2 separate regions of the Zea mays genome follow, and region 2 is linked to region 1. A link is a contact called in public Hi-C data. All regions are on one chromosome and are shown on one strand. Each heading gives the region's core, a stretch centred on a gene start, on an enhancer-like site or on the middle of the called end of the contact. The rest is flanking DNA. Distances are from core to core; before and after follow the strand shown. Region 1 holds the start of LOC100191527. Region 2 has its middle 74 kb from the start of LOC109940545.

Region 1 (6,021 bases), core at 1,424-3,923:
TCCCCTCTAGCTTGTCATCTTGACCCTGTACTTTGGCTCTAATTATGCTTTTTAGTGCAGTAGTATCGTTGGAGCTTTACAAAACCTCACATTGACATGACCAAACATTTTCTTTGTGGTGAATAAGATCTATTAATATCTTCATGCTCATACTATAAACCACTGGACTGCCGCCAAGTATATTATAAGATATATCAAACATTCAGCTGTTGCTGGCGTCATGTTAAGTAGGTCCAAGCCAATGTTGGATAGGGCCATTTCACATGCTGATTGAGTCAGATGCTCAGATGACAGAAGGTCTACTGGTGGTTCTATGGTCTTCCTAAGACCGTTTCTTATATCATGGTGTGCCAAGAAACAAGTGACTATGTCGAGGCTCGAGATCAAACACATAAATAGAATGTAAGGTTAAAGTCAATGCTACTGTAGAGGTGATGTGGATACAAATAGTGATGCAGGAAATTAGAGTTCATGCGCCTAGAGGAGCAAAGTTGTGGTGTGTGGTAACATAGGGGCTAAGCATTTCTATGCTAATCTAGTCTTTCGTGCACGCATGAAACATATCGAGATTGATTATCATTTAGTTCGAGGAAGAGTTACAACGAAGCTACTGGAAATTAACTTTGTCTCCTCAAACCGCATCATGTTAGAGATGGTTCTATCAAGCCCTTAACAGTCAGACATTGTACGCTAGGAGCCAGTAGCGAAGGGCAAAGAAAAAATATGGTATGGCTGAAAAATGAAATTTGCAAGAATTCAAAATCTAAATCGAACTCAAGTCCTGCTGCTAGAATCGAGGTAACACATCCACCACATTGCGTCTTGTTTTGTGGTTATAGTGGAAGATATAAGAGTTTTTAAAAGTAAGGTATGACTGATGTCACACTAAACCATCATTGTTCTTCCGCCACTGCTGAGAGCAAAGACGTGTGTGCAGCTAGAACACACCGTATCTCCTCTGATTTCTTCCGGTTTCAATATAGTTTGACGCTTGCATTGCCATGCATGGAATAAACAAAACAGCTGCACCGCGCGCGAGCCCCTGTCGATCGATTTTGCATGTAGTGCGTCGCATGCAAGAAATTGATCTTGAGACGAGCAGAGGAGGTTAGGTAGAATAAATATATACTCCTTTCGTTTATTTTTAGTTATCGCTCAGCGACAACTAAAATGAAACGGACGTAGTGCTGTGGATGGATATTTTGCTCGCTCGTCGGACCTGCCGGCAGCTGCGGCGTCGCCGTTGCGGCGGGTCGCGTCCTCCTCCCTCTCGCCGGGCTGGGACGGCCGGTCGTTCCATCTGCGCTGTTGCAGCATCCCAAAGGAAGCTACCGAGACCAACGTGCCACCAAACACGCCACTAGCTAGCTAGCTATAGCTTGGCCAGAATTTCGTCGCGTCGTCGTCCATGTCCATGGCATTGGTGCGTGACAACCACCGAGTTGGTAAAGCGCCTTTTCATCGCAAAGTCTAGCTGACTGTGCTTCATTTTCAAGCACAAAAATAAAACCGTACTGATGGCTATGATGTGATACTGAATTTTAGGGCAACGTCTCGCAAACTTTTTAGGGCATGTTTGGTTTATTTAGTGCAAAGGACTAAAGTTTAGTCCAATGAATCATAGAAAAACCAAAATATCCCTTACAATTCTCCCGCAATTGAAAAAATAAGGACAAAAATGTGATATTAATATGATTTAGTCTCTTTTAATTATTTGTCGAGGAATTAAAGACTAAAACAGTTCAACCCCTGTTTTAGTTCCATCGTTAGACAATTTAGAGAATAAATAGAACCAAAATTAAGGTACTAATATTTAGTCCCTCAAACTAAACGGGGGCGTTGACGACGATCCGTATCTGAGAAAAGTTATATAAATTGGTAGCACGAGGAGATAGGTCGGTGCTACTGCATTTCTTAATTCATCATGTAACACACTTCAAATCAGAAAAGGTAAAAACAGATGTTGCCATGCAGAAAAAATATAATGTATTTGTACGCTAGTACTAATCAAGTATATATATAGCTAATATATAACCGGTAAGGTGGAAATAGAAACCACCAGCATACTAATCTATTATAAAATGTGGACTTAGAGCCTGTTTGGGAGGGCTCTCAAACCGGCTCCAGCTCTTGAAGGATCTCAACAAAAAGCATCGAGGAGCCGGAGCTATTTTTATAGAGAGGAGCATTCTCTCATCTCACGTCGAGAAAAGCCGTTTTGCCAAATAATTTGTTAAAATACACTGATTTTTATAAAAAAGTTGTTTTTAAGAGAAAGTAAAGCCAGAGTCATTTTTAGAGAAGCCGGAGCCATGCTAAACGGGACCTTAATTAGATTCGGAACACGAGGGAGTAGCTTACGTAACTATTGGAGTTCCTCTAACTGTGGCTGCACCGCACCAATGAATGATTATTACCTAGGGGCTGCTTAACAATATACGTCACCTTTTTCTTTCGAGAAAAAGCTAAGCAATGGATTATATTTGCGGCAAATTATATAAAAAAGGCCCTCACCAACTCTCTCACTACTTTGTTCCCCCCACATGTTTGTTTGGTACAAAGCGATGTTTCCATCTGCCCATCCTTTTCTTATGCTCACCAAAGCCTCGCGCCACCCAGCCGCGGACGCGGAGAGACGAAGCTACATATACGCTTGATGTTTTCGCGAGGAGTCAGTGCATCGAAAATTTGGTCGAAATAAACAAGCAGAGCAGAAAACCCCCCACACGCTTTAGTTGGCCGTCCGTCCGTCCGTCTCTGAGGAGCACACAGCAGTCGATTTTAAACTGCAGCTACAGAGGTCAGGTCAGGGGACACAGCCTGAGCGGCTGGCTGGCGGGGGCTAGCGAGCGGCGCCACAGCGCAGCACGCAGAGAGCCAGGGCGGCGGCCATGGCGAGCGCGGCGAGTGGCGGCGGCGGGTCGCTGAAGCGGATGGGCCCGCTCCGGGTACAGTACTACATCGTGATGGGCGCGGTGGCAGCGGCGGTGGTGCTGGCCACGCTGCGCTACATGCCGGGGCCAGCCGTCCCGGCGACCACCGCCCGTACCAGCGGAGGCGGCGTCGTGCGCTCGGCCCCAGCAGCCGCGGCCGTCCCTGTGCCCGTGCCCGCCGTGGAGGTAGAAACGGGGGAGGATGAGCAGGCGCAGAGGAGGAGGAGGAGGAGGAAGAAGAAGGGTGACGGGGTCGTGCTCTTCAACTTCGGCGACTCCAACAGCGACACGGGCGGCGTGGCGGCGGTCATGGGGATCCGCATCGCGCCGCCGGAGGGCAGGGCCTACTTCCACCACCCCACGGGGCGGCTCTCCGACGGACGCGTCATCCTCGACTTCATCTGTGAGTCCATGCCTCTACCTAGCTAGCTAGTAGTTCAAATCCCCCTCCCTCTCGATTCGATTCCATGGTTCCATCCATCCGTGCATCCCCCCTTCCTTCCTTGCTCTTCCTCGATTAATGACGAATTCGCAGCGCTGTTCGGCCGGCTTCCTTCCCGGCGACGCGCGCATAGCACAGCCCCAGGCGCAGAGCCATCCGAGACATCGTTTGCCGTTGCGATTGGCCGCGCCATTAGCGCTGGATTAGCAGGTTGCGCGGCGGGCATCAGTGCGCACGGCGCCGAGGCCCAGGCGGCCAGGACGAGCAAATATCGCCTGTGATTTGTGTGCCCGCGTGTAGGTGTCGCTGAGCTGCGTCTGCTTGCACAGCCCACGTGCTTGAAATCGAAATGCTCAAACACACATATTTTTTCAGAGAAGAATCAAGAATGTCTGGAGTGCAACAAGAATTTGAAGGTGGTGTATAGAATATCGAGAGCAAATGTTGTCGGTAGATTTATTTTATTATTATTACTACTATTATGGAGAAACAATGGCTCTCTTCCTGTGATAGTGTAGCAGTAGTACTGGAACAATCCAGCGTAGCGTGCCTTGTAGTCAGAAAGAATATTTCGTAGAATCATATCAGTCAGCGTGGCGCTCCCGGAACAAACAGCCAAACACCATGGCAGCGGGCAGCGGCAAACGGGTGCGACGCGAGGTCGAGGTGGTTAGCGCGCCCGGCCGGAGCTGGACGCCGCCGACGGGATGGGGTGGTGTCATGCCGCGCCGTAGAATATACTTAATGGATTTGGATCGGCGGAGCCGAGCACACGACGCGCACAGCGCGCCCGCCAGTATCTGCCCCCTGCCCGACGTGCCCGTGTGTCAGGAGCCTGGCACTGGCAAGCATGGGTTGGCATGCCACGTTTTGGATTCTGGTTGCCACTTGCCAATTGACGGAGGCCCGGCCCGTCACCGCGGTGCTGGAGGAGCGTTGGAGCCTCGTGTTCTCTCGCTCGCCAGGCGCAAGTTGCGCGGCCTGCCGCCGTCGTCGTGCATCTTGTTCAGCGCCTCCACGCCCGGGTCCCTGCTGACCTGATTACACAACCCTCCTAACGCTCCGTGTATGAACGTGGATGCCATATACCTAACGCTTGGTGTTTGGTCGTCGTAGTCCAGGTTGGCCGTGTCCGGTATCTCTATCACACTAGAGATGCCGTCGGTCGGGTGCTCAGCCATTAAGTCAGTCAACAACGTTTTCGTGTTGGGCGAGGAGCACGCCGGCGCCAACTCAGCGCTTGTTGGCTAGCTCGTGCGGCTTCTCATCAATCTCTCGTTTCCTTTGTGCGCAAGTGCAATCATTTCTTGGCACCTCCCATTCAATGCAAGTAAGCAGCCTGCCTGCCTGCAAGTATGCATCTCCCACAGAGTACTCCATTATTTGATCCTGTGCAGTTGCAACCACTAACTAGTATTTAGTACCGATTAGGCTCTATTTGGAAATAAAGTGTTTGAAAACTACTACAGTTTTAGAATACTAAAGTTTTGAAATACCAAGACATTCCCACAATTTTTTTTACCACTATATGGAGAACTTTGGTCTCGAGCTAAGTTTTACAGCATAGTCAAAACTGCAGTTTTGAAAACAGAGTTTTTTGAAGAGTCTAGCAAACACTGTATTAAAAAAATACCACAATATCTTAAATACTACAGTATTCTCTAAAACCATTGACGAACCTAGGATTTAAAGTTAGGATGGTCCAATCTTATGCAAATCAAAATAAATAAATGAGTTTGCATTTTAAGTACTACAACATGAGGAAAAAAAATCAAAACCACCTATATACTGTAGCAGATCAAAATCAGAGGGTGCGTTGGGGCCCACCCTTTAGATACGCCACTGCTAAAAACAGAGAAAATACTCTACTTCCAAACAGACCCTTAGTTTTCAGTAATTAGTGCCACTATAGTACAATGGACGTACTTCTGGTGTACTCTACTCTTCAGGGTGTGTTTGTTTCCCTCCTAGATTGGAGAATAAAATATCACTTTGTGACCATAAATAAGTTGAAATAAGCTAGTATTAGGTAGCTTATTTCAGCTTATTTATGATTCTAAAGTGATATTTTATATTTCTACCCTTTTATTATAATCTGACTTATATAATTTAGCAATGAAACAAACCGGGCCTCAGTCACACTCAACGCTGGCACCAACTTACCGCATGGTCATACTCACACAGTACACTCAACGCCCAAGTGCGCCTGCACATGGCCACTTGGTCTTTTGTAATTTTGTTTCTGTTCTGCGAGAAAGCAGTTTCAATGGGGTATGAAAGCACCGAACCTTTGGAATATGATGATGCAGCTCAGTCGGGCACACATGGAATGCATGTTCAAGCGATATTATGGTCATTATTCCTTTATTATCTTATAAGCAAAAACACAAGCCACCATGCGTGTGCTGTCTCCAACGCGCTTTCCAGCATTGCACGGAAGCCGCTGCAGTGCTGCCAAAACATCGCACGCAGAGCTTTCCTGCCTTTCTGAATGACTGAATAATTCCCTCAACATTCCTCTATATGCAATGGAATCTAGCAGTATATGCCAGCTGGCTCGGATTATTATTTGAAAAAAAAGCAAAACTGACAGAAGCTTTTGATGACACTCCGATTCAGGTGAGAGCCTGGGCATGCCGCACCTGA
Region 2 (6,021 bases), core at 1,343-3,842, 530 kb after region 1:
ACATAAAATTAGGAGCAAAGTATACCTCAACTTCCTTGGTCAGACCTAAGAGGTGTCGGTTTAGTTGGCTGTTGATGGCAGTTTCAGTATGCTTTTGCCCACCTTTGGATCCTTGTGGTAATTAATCCATGAAGATGCAGTAATGCTATAATAAAATGAAATACCAAGTATAGGTCCACATGTTCATGCCAATAATTGGGCTTGCTACTGTATGAAATTTAGAGAACAGTCTATTGAAAAACCCCCTGTCAGATCGGTGCAGTGCTGTTTCAGTTCACTGAAACTGAACTTTTCTGTGATTTTGCTCTCCTTTGAGGAATCATAACTATGGATCAATGTGTTTTCAACCTGGGGATGTTATACCAAGTTGGTAGAGCATTGGTTGGGGAATAAATCTTGTGAATGAAGATGAATCTGCTGCCATGTAAGTTTGTGAGATAAAGAGGACCAAACAGGAATGAGTGAAATGGAGCAGCAGGCCTGGTTGCAGTTGGGTTCAGATTTTTCTTCAGATTTTGGAACTTCCTTATGGCTGATCTGTGGGGTTGTGGATTATAATTTTTTCAGCAAAAAGTTAGAGGGTTGGTGAACACAACTCCTTAAGGTTGGTCCTCCTGTTGTTGCTTAGCAACTGGGAGAATTTAAGGGGTTAAACAGGATGATGTGCAGGGGGCAATGGCGTGTGGGTTCAGTGATTCAGGGTTTAAGTGGGGTAACTGAAGAAGATTACCTTGTCACTGCTGGTTTCCCTAATAGGTGTGAGTTGATGGTATGGAGGTGGTGCATAGCCAAGGGGCTAGAGATCTCAGCTCTGCTGGAAGTATCCAAGTTGGGATTGTTTTGGTGAGCTGTAAGTAGTGAAGCCCTATTTGCTGGCTTTGGCTGGAGTGAACTGCACAACAAAGGTTGTAGTGGCTTCACCCCCTGTAAAATATCAGACCTGGGACTTCCCTTGTACTTAGCCACAAGTGGTGTTTCCAGCTACCCTTCTCTTATCTGCTCCTTCTATTGCCTTTGTTCCTGGATAAAAGAGACATTTGGGTACTATGCTGTGAACCAGTCTTGGTTCATTGTCCTGGCTGAGTTTATGGACTGATGAGGTGTATGTGCTTGTTTTCCACGTGTTGGAGTCATGCAGTGCTGTCACCATAGGAGTTTCTCTCCACCAGATGTTGAACAAGTTCAGTGAACCTCCGCTTTTGCCTACTTATTCAGTGTGCTGTGCTCAGCTTTGTAGCTTGCTAGACTCTGATTTCTGGGGATGTGAGCCATACCTTCTGCACCAAAGATGAGTCCATAGGTTTGTGATCAAAAGTATTTAAGCATGATAGATTTGATCCTGAACAGACTTGGGAGTAAACCTGGTTCTAAATTAAGCTGTCAGACTGGTAAGGTCTGAACCCTTGCACAGTTAGCTGAAAGTTGAATTTCTGTGGATTTTGCTCGAATTTGGAGGTTCGTAGTAACAAACCCATGGAGTTTTGGACTGGGGGTTCTATAGTAGAATGAAAAACATGTTATGGTGAGCAAGTTCCTTAAGGTGAGTGGGGGTTGGTGCTGCACTGAAAGTAGAGTAAAATGTCCCAAACTTTTCTCTCAGTCAGGTAGGTTCAGATTAACTAAACAAAAATGCAGTATAGATGGATAGTAAAAATAAAATGTTGAACTCAGTGAGTTCAGTGTCGACCTGAAACTTGGCAAAAGATCTAAAGTCCCTGTTGTGGGACTGTTGTCTTTGGTCAGTGGTGATGTGGATTGGTGAGGGTATGGATAGCCTTTGGGACTCGAAACATCTGAAGCCACTATGGATGACTAAGTTATATGTTTGCCCTCTGTTGAAACACCGTTGATCTCCATCCACTGCCTCACTGTGGCTTGGTCGTGCATGGTGTCTTGGGGCTGTGGCCTCGTGTCCACTGCATGCAGTGAGCTAGTTGCTCCACGTGTGCTTGAGTATTGGGGCCCATGTCAAATTCATGCAAGTACTGGTGATTCCACGTCTGCCATCGTGATAAGAACAAACACCGTGCAGCGCGTCTTCCCTTTTGCCATGGCGTAGTGTAGAAAACTTCACTGCCTTCATGTGGTCATTAACCAAGGTTGGCGAGTAGCTCATTTGTCCATGTTCCCGTGTCGTGATGACTTGTGCTATGCCGTTCATCTTCCCTCAGCCGCCCTTTATGCCATAGTCTGCTTTCAGCTGGTGACCGTACCCTGCACCTCTCAACCCCACCGTGGTCGGGTCGTCTCGAGGAGTGGCTCGCCCGTGTCGGTCGCGTTTGGTAATTCCCTTAAGCCAGTGAAGCTCGTGGTACTTTCCTTTTCAGCTCTACTGCCGTATCTCATCGTGAACGCCGCGGCGCCGCTGGTGAACGCAGCTGGGATCGGCCTTGCCGTGGCGGACCTTGTTTGGGGGCAGTCGCGTGTGGGCTCTTGGGTTCGTTTTCTCCGTAGTGGGTCGCTAATGCCTTCTACGCCGTGGTTGGGAGCCCTACGGCGCCGCTGTCTCGGCTTGACACCATCGGAGTTGGGCGCCGCCGGCGCGCGCAGAGGCAGCGTGGGCGCATGTGGAGCCGGAGCCTAAAGCGTAAGCGCTTCTTCAGTGGTCTGGTTTTGCTTAGAGTTGGGCCGGTTGAGTCAGTTCTGGCCCGCCACTATTCATATGTTTTAGCATTTTTTTCTGCCCGATGTCTGTTTTTTGGGCCAGAAATTGTGGAAAGGTACTAAAATAATGAAACAAGTTTTGTCAGGTGGGTAAATTAGTAGAGTTCCAGGTAAAAATAGATTTCAAGTTTTTGTACCAAAAAGATATTTTTAGAGGAATAAAAGGTGCCTTAAAATGCTTATCTGAAATTTTAGTAATAAAAATAGAGCAATAAAAATTATGAGAAAAAATGTGTAAACTTATGTTGAGCATGTGAACCCTTGGGTAAAATTTGAATGTGTTTGGACAAAATTTTCTTAGCAAATTAATTATTGCTCAAAATGGAAAAGAGTTTTACCATGGGTGATTAGTGAAAAATGGAGTTGCTTAGCAAGTTCTGGATGGTTAGATAAGTTCTAAGTATAAGTAGCTCCCTGGTAGTTATGGCTTGTGGTGATAGCTTGTAATTGTAATCTTGTAATGCTTTGTAATACCTTCCTTGCTAGTAGCATATGCACATGCATCCATAACCATGGCATTTCATGTAGAATATCAAGAAGTGATTTGTGAAGGAGCCTGCTCCAGTGTTGTTGATCCAGTGGTGGACTCCATCTAACTGCTTATTGTAATAGAAGATCTCAGATCTCCTCCTGTAATAAGGTAAACCCCGGTGCATTTGCCCATTCCATGTGTTTTAAATGCTTTATCACCTTATATGATGCATTAGGTGATAGGAGTTGTGTGATGAACAATTGATGCATTACCATTCCTTGAAATTTGAATACCATACCTTGATCCCTGATTTATAAAAAGAACTGATAATGCTTAGCCCTGCTTAGAAACAGGAAAATCCTTTGTTTTCAAAAAGAATGATGCGGAACATTGGTTTTGGACTTTTTGATTCAACAATCAAAACAAACTAAGGTCATGAATCCTCTATGGCCGGAGTGGGCTCATCACTCTCAAAGAGTATCCATGTCGGGTACCAAAATGGGGAAAGGGTTTGAATAAATCTAGACCAGACGCTGAGTAGACAAGGTCGCATGTCTGTGTCGATTAAGGATCGTATCGTTGATTGGCCTGTTGTGGTTGAGACTTTGCAACTAGCCACATATCCTGGTATGGGACAGGGTAAGCTTGAACCCAGCTATTCCATACATGAAGATACAATCGTGCACTGGGAGTGAGAGATGGCAGGAGTAGCATATACCCTCCTAGCATAGTAGCACTCCTAGTAGGGTAATGTACTCTCGAGTGGCGCGGACATGTTCATGTAGTGGAGGACTCCGTGGGAACGGTTGACATATGCAAGGCGAGAATCCTCCGGCCAGGTGGCGGAGTGCACCCGCCCTGATCCTCGGATGAGGAGTAGGCCTTGGTGATTGCTTGGCCTTCTAGATGAACACAAGAACACAAGGGTTTAAAGTGGTTCAGGCCACTGGAGCGTAATACCCTACATCTAGTGTGTGTTGTATTTCTTGAGTACTGAGGAGTTGAAGGTCTGAGTGTAAGTTGACCTCCCCTGCTATGGAGCAAGTGCTCTCCCTTTTATAGTCTAAAGGAGGCACGTTACAAGGGCGTTCAGGCCCTGACTGGTGGGCCTAGGAGAGTTTACAATATCGAGTGGAAAACAACTGGATAGAGCTAATAACGTTGGATCTTGTATACCTTCTTGGGCGATGCGTGATCTTTTAGTGTCCTTATCCTATCATCTTGTCCCGCCTAATCGGAACACATGCCTTGTTGTAGGTTGTGGCGTAGCCTGGTACGTTGCCATGCGTAGGGTGTAACAGATGGTGTCATATTGTCCCCTCCACCTGTCCCTTCATGCCTCGGTAACGCACAAGGAACAGTAGAAGTCATAATGAACGACACCCAAAAGGCGCATTGGGTCAATGCCCTTGCCTCGGTAACATACGGGTAACAGTATAAACTTGTACGTTACAGGCACGCCACACACATTTAATGCCAAGGATACGTTTACTTGCAACTAATGCAGGCAAGCAAGCATCACATCAGCACTCAACGTTGGGGGGCCTATGTCAGAGGCTTTCCTTAGGCATTGTCTGGTGGCTTACGTCACAGGCATTTGGCCACGTGTTAGCACCAAACCTCTGCCTCATTGAGGGGCAGACATGGTGACACTGTCTTCCCAATTTTTTATGGACCAAGGGCTCAACCCACACCAGCAGGGGCCTAGGTGCCTATCGCCCCTACCCGGATGCGTGGTGACTCGGGACCTCACCTAGCCTGAGGTCCGAATGGTGTCTTCCATGCCCAAAGTCTTTCTGAAGGATTGGTGTTGTTAACTAGAGAGCTCCTTCTCCTTTGGGGCTTAATGTTCTCTTCGGATACCTTTGACTGGGGATTTGATGAGTCACAAGGAGGTCCAGGTCCTTATTGTAGGATCCTTGGCCTATAGCCAAAGATGTTAATTCCTCCCCTCATGGGGCTAGATGGAGGCAGCGGTCCTATACATGCGGTGGGTCTGGCCTGGTCATGACTCTATATAGTGGGCATTAGCCCCGTGCTGGGCCGACTGCCTAAGAAATCCTTAACAGTGGCCCCCCGAGGACTCACCTTGACATATCAGGAATGGGTACCCCATATTCGGGGTACCGACAGTTTCCATGTCAGAATTGTTGACCCTTTGGGTGAGGTACCTTAGCCAAGACTACCACCCCATGTTAACGTGACTTGACACCAAACCACCGCCGCACCCTCTTGCCCATATTTTAGGAAAGTTCACTAGGCACTAAGTATATTAAGTTAATTACCAAAGCTAGAGCCATGATACCACTCGTGGTTGCACCGTTTTCCTGGGTGGTCACTCCATGTTCTATTTAATACAATATGATCTTGTTTAATCATTAGATTAACAACCATAATATAAATTTCTTCTCCAGAACAATAATACCTTAAAAAGAGTGACAACGTAATGATAAAGGTGAGCAATAGCATAGTTACTAAGCATAGTTTTAAACCCAGGTTAAACAAGGAACAAGGTTGGTATTTCTAGGTAATCCTATTTAGGCAAACCCATCAAATTATGCACATATCAAAAGTAAATCTTATTAATTGTATTATTTGGTTACAATAATAAATATAGAGGGAGAATCCACTTGCCTTGCTCAAAAGTATCTTGTGGATCTTCCCCAAACAAATTTGGGTCCTCTACCACAAACTCTGTTTCTAATATAGTCACATATCACACATATAAAAAGAAAACATACACCAATAACTAAACATACACCATTCAACAAACAATAAAATATAATTATACAAATCATGCTTACAAAAGGAAAACATCCAAACATAAAACTTGATTCGTAACTATAATATAAATCTAACCATATCAATGGTCATTTTATTCGCTA

The links. Hi-C and Micro-C count contacts between places; a contact is called where the count stands out from the background.
Region 2: a Hi-C map of ear shows a contact between it and region 1, with 3 times the contacts expected there. The contact joins the enhancer-like site here to the promoter of LOC100191527 in region 1. A contact is called at or near these places in 2 of 25 Hi-C or Micro-C datasets (ear and tassel).

Annotation. Positions count from the first base shown.
Region 1 is chr6:136,215,496-136,221,516 of Zm-B73-REFERENCE-NAM-5.0, forward strand. LOC100191527 reads left to right here and starts at 2,674. Exons shown (of 5, transcript NM_001406549.1): 1 at 2,674-3,336; 2 at 5,995-6,021. The coding sequence starts at 2,892.
Region 2 is chr6:136,749,504-136,755,524 of Zm-B73-REFERENCE-NAM-5.0, forward strand. No RefSeq gene overlaps it. Among protein-coding and RNA genes, the nearest start is that of LOC109940545, 74 kb to the right of the region's middle. Within about 2 kb of position 2,593, at least 8 of the 20 cell types and tissues checked have an H3K27ac peak or open chromatin away from gene starts, as enhancers often do. A contact at or near this core is called in ear, where this site is marked.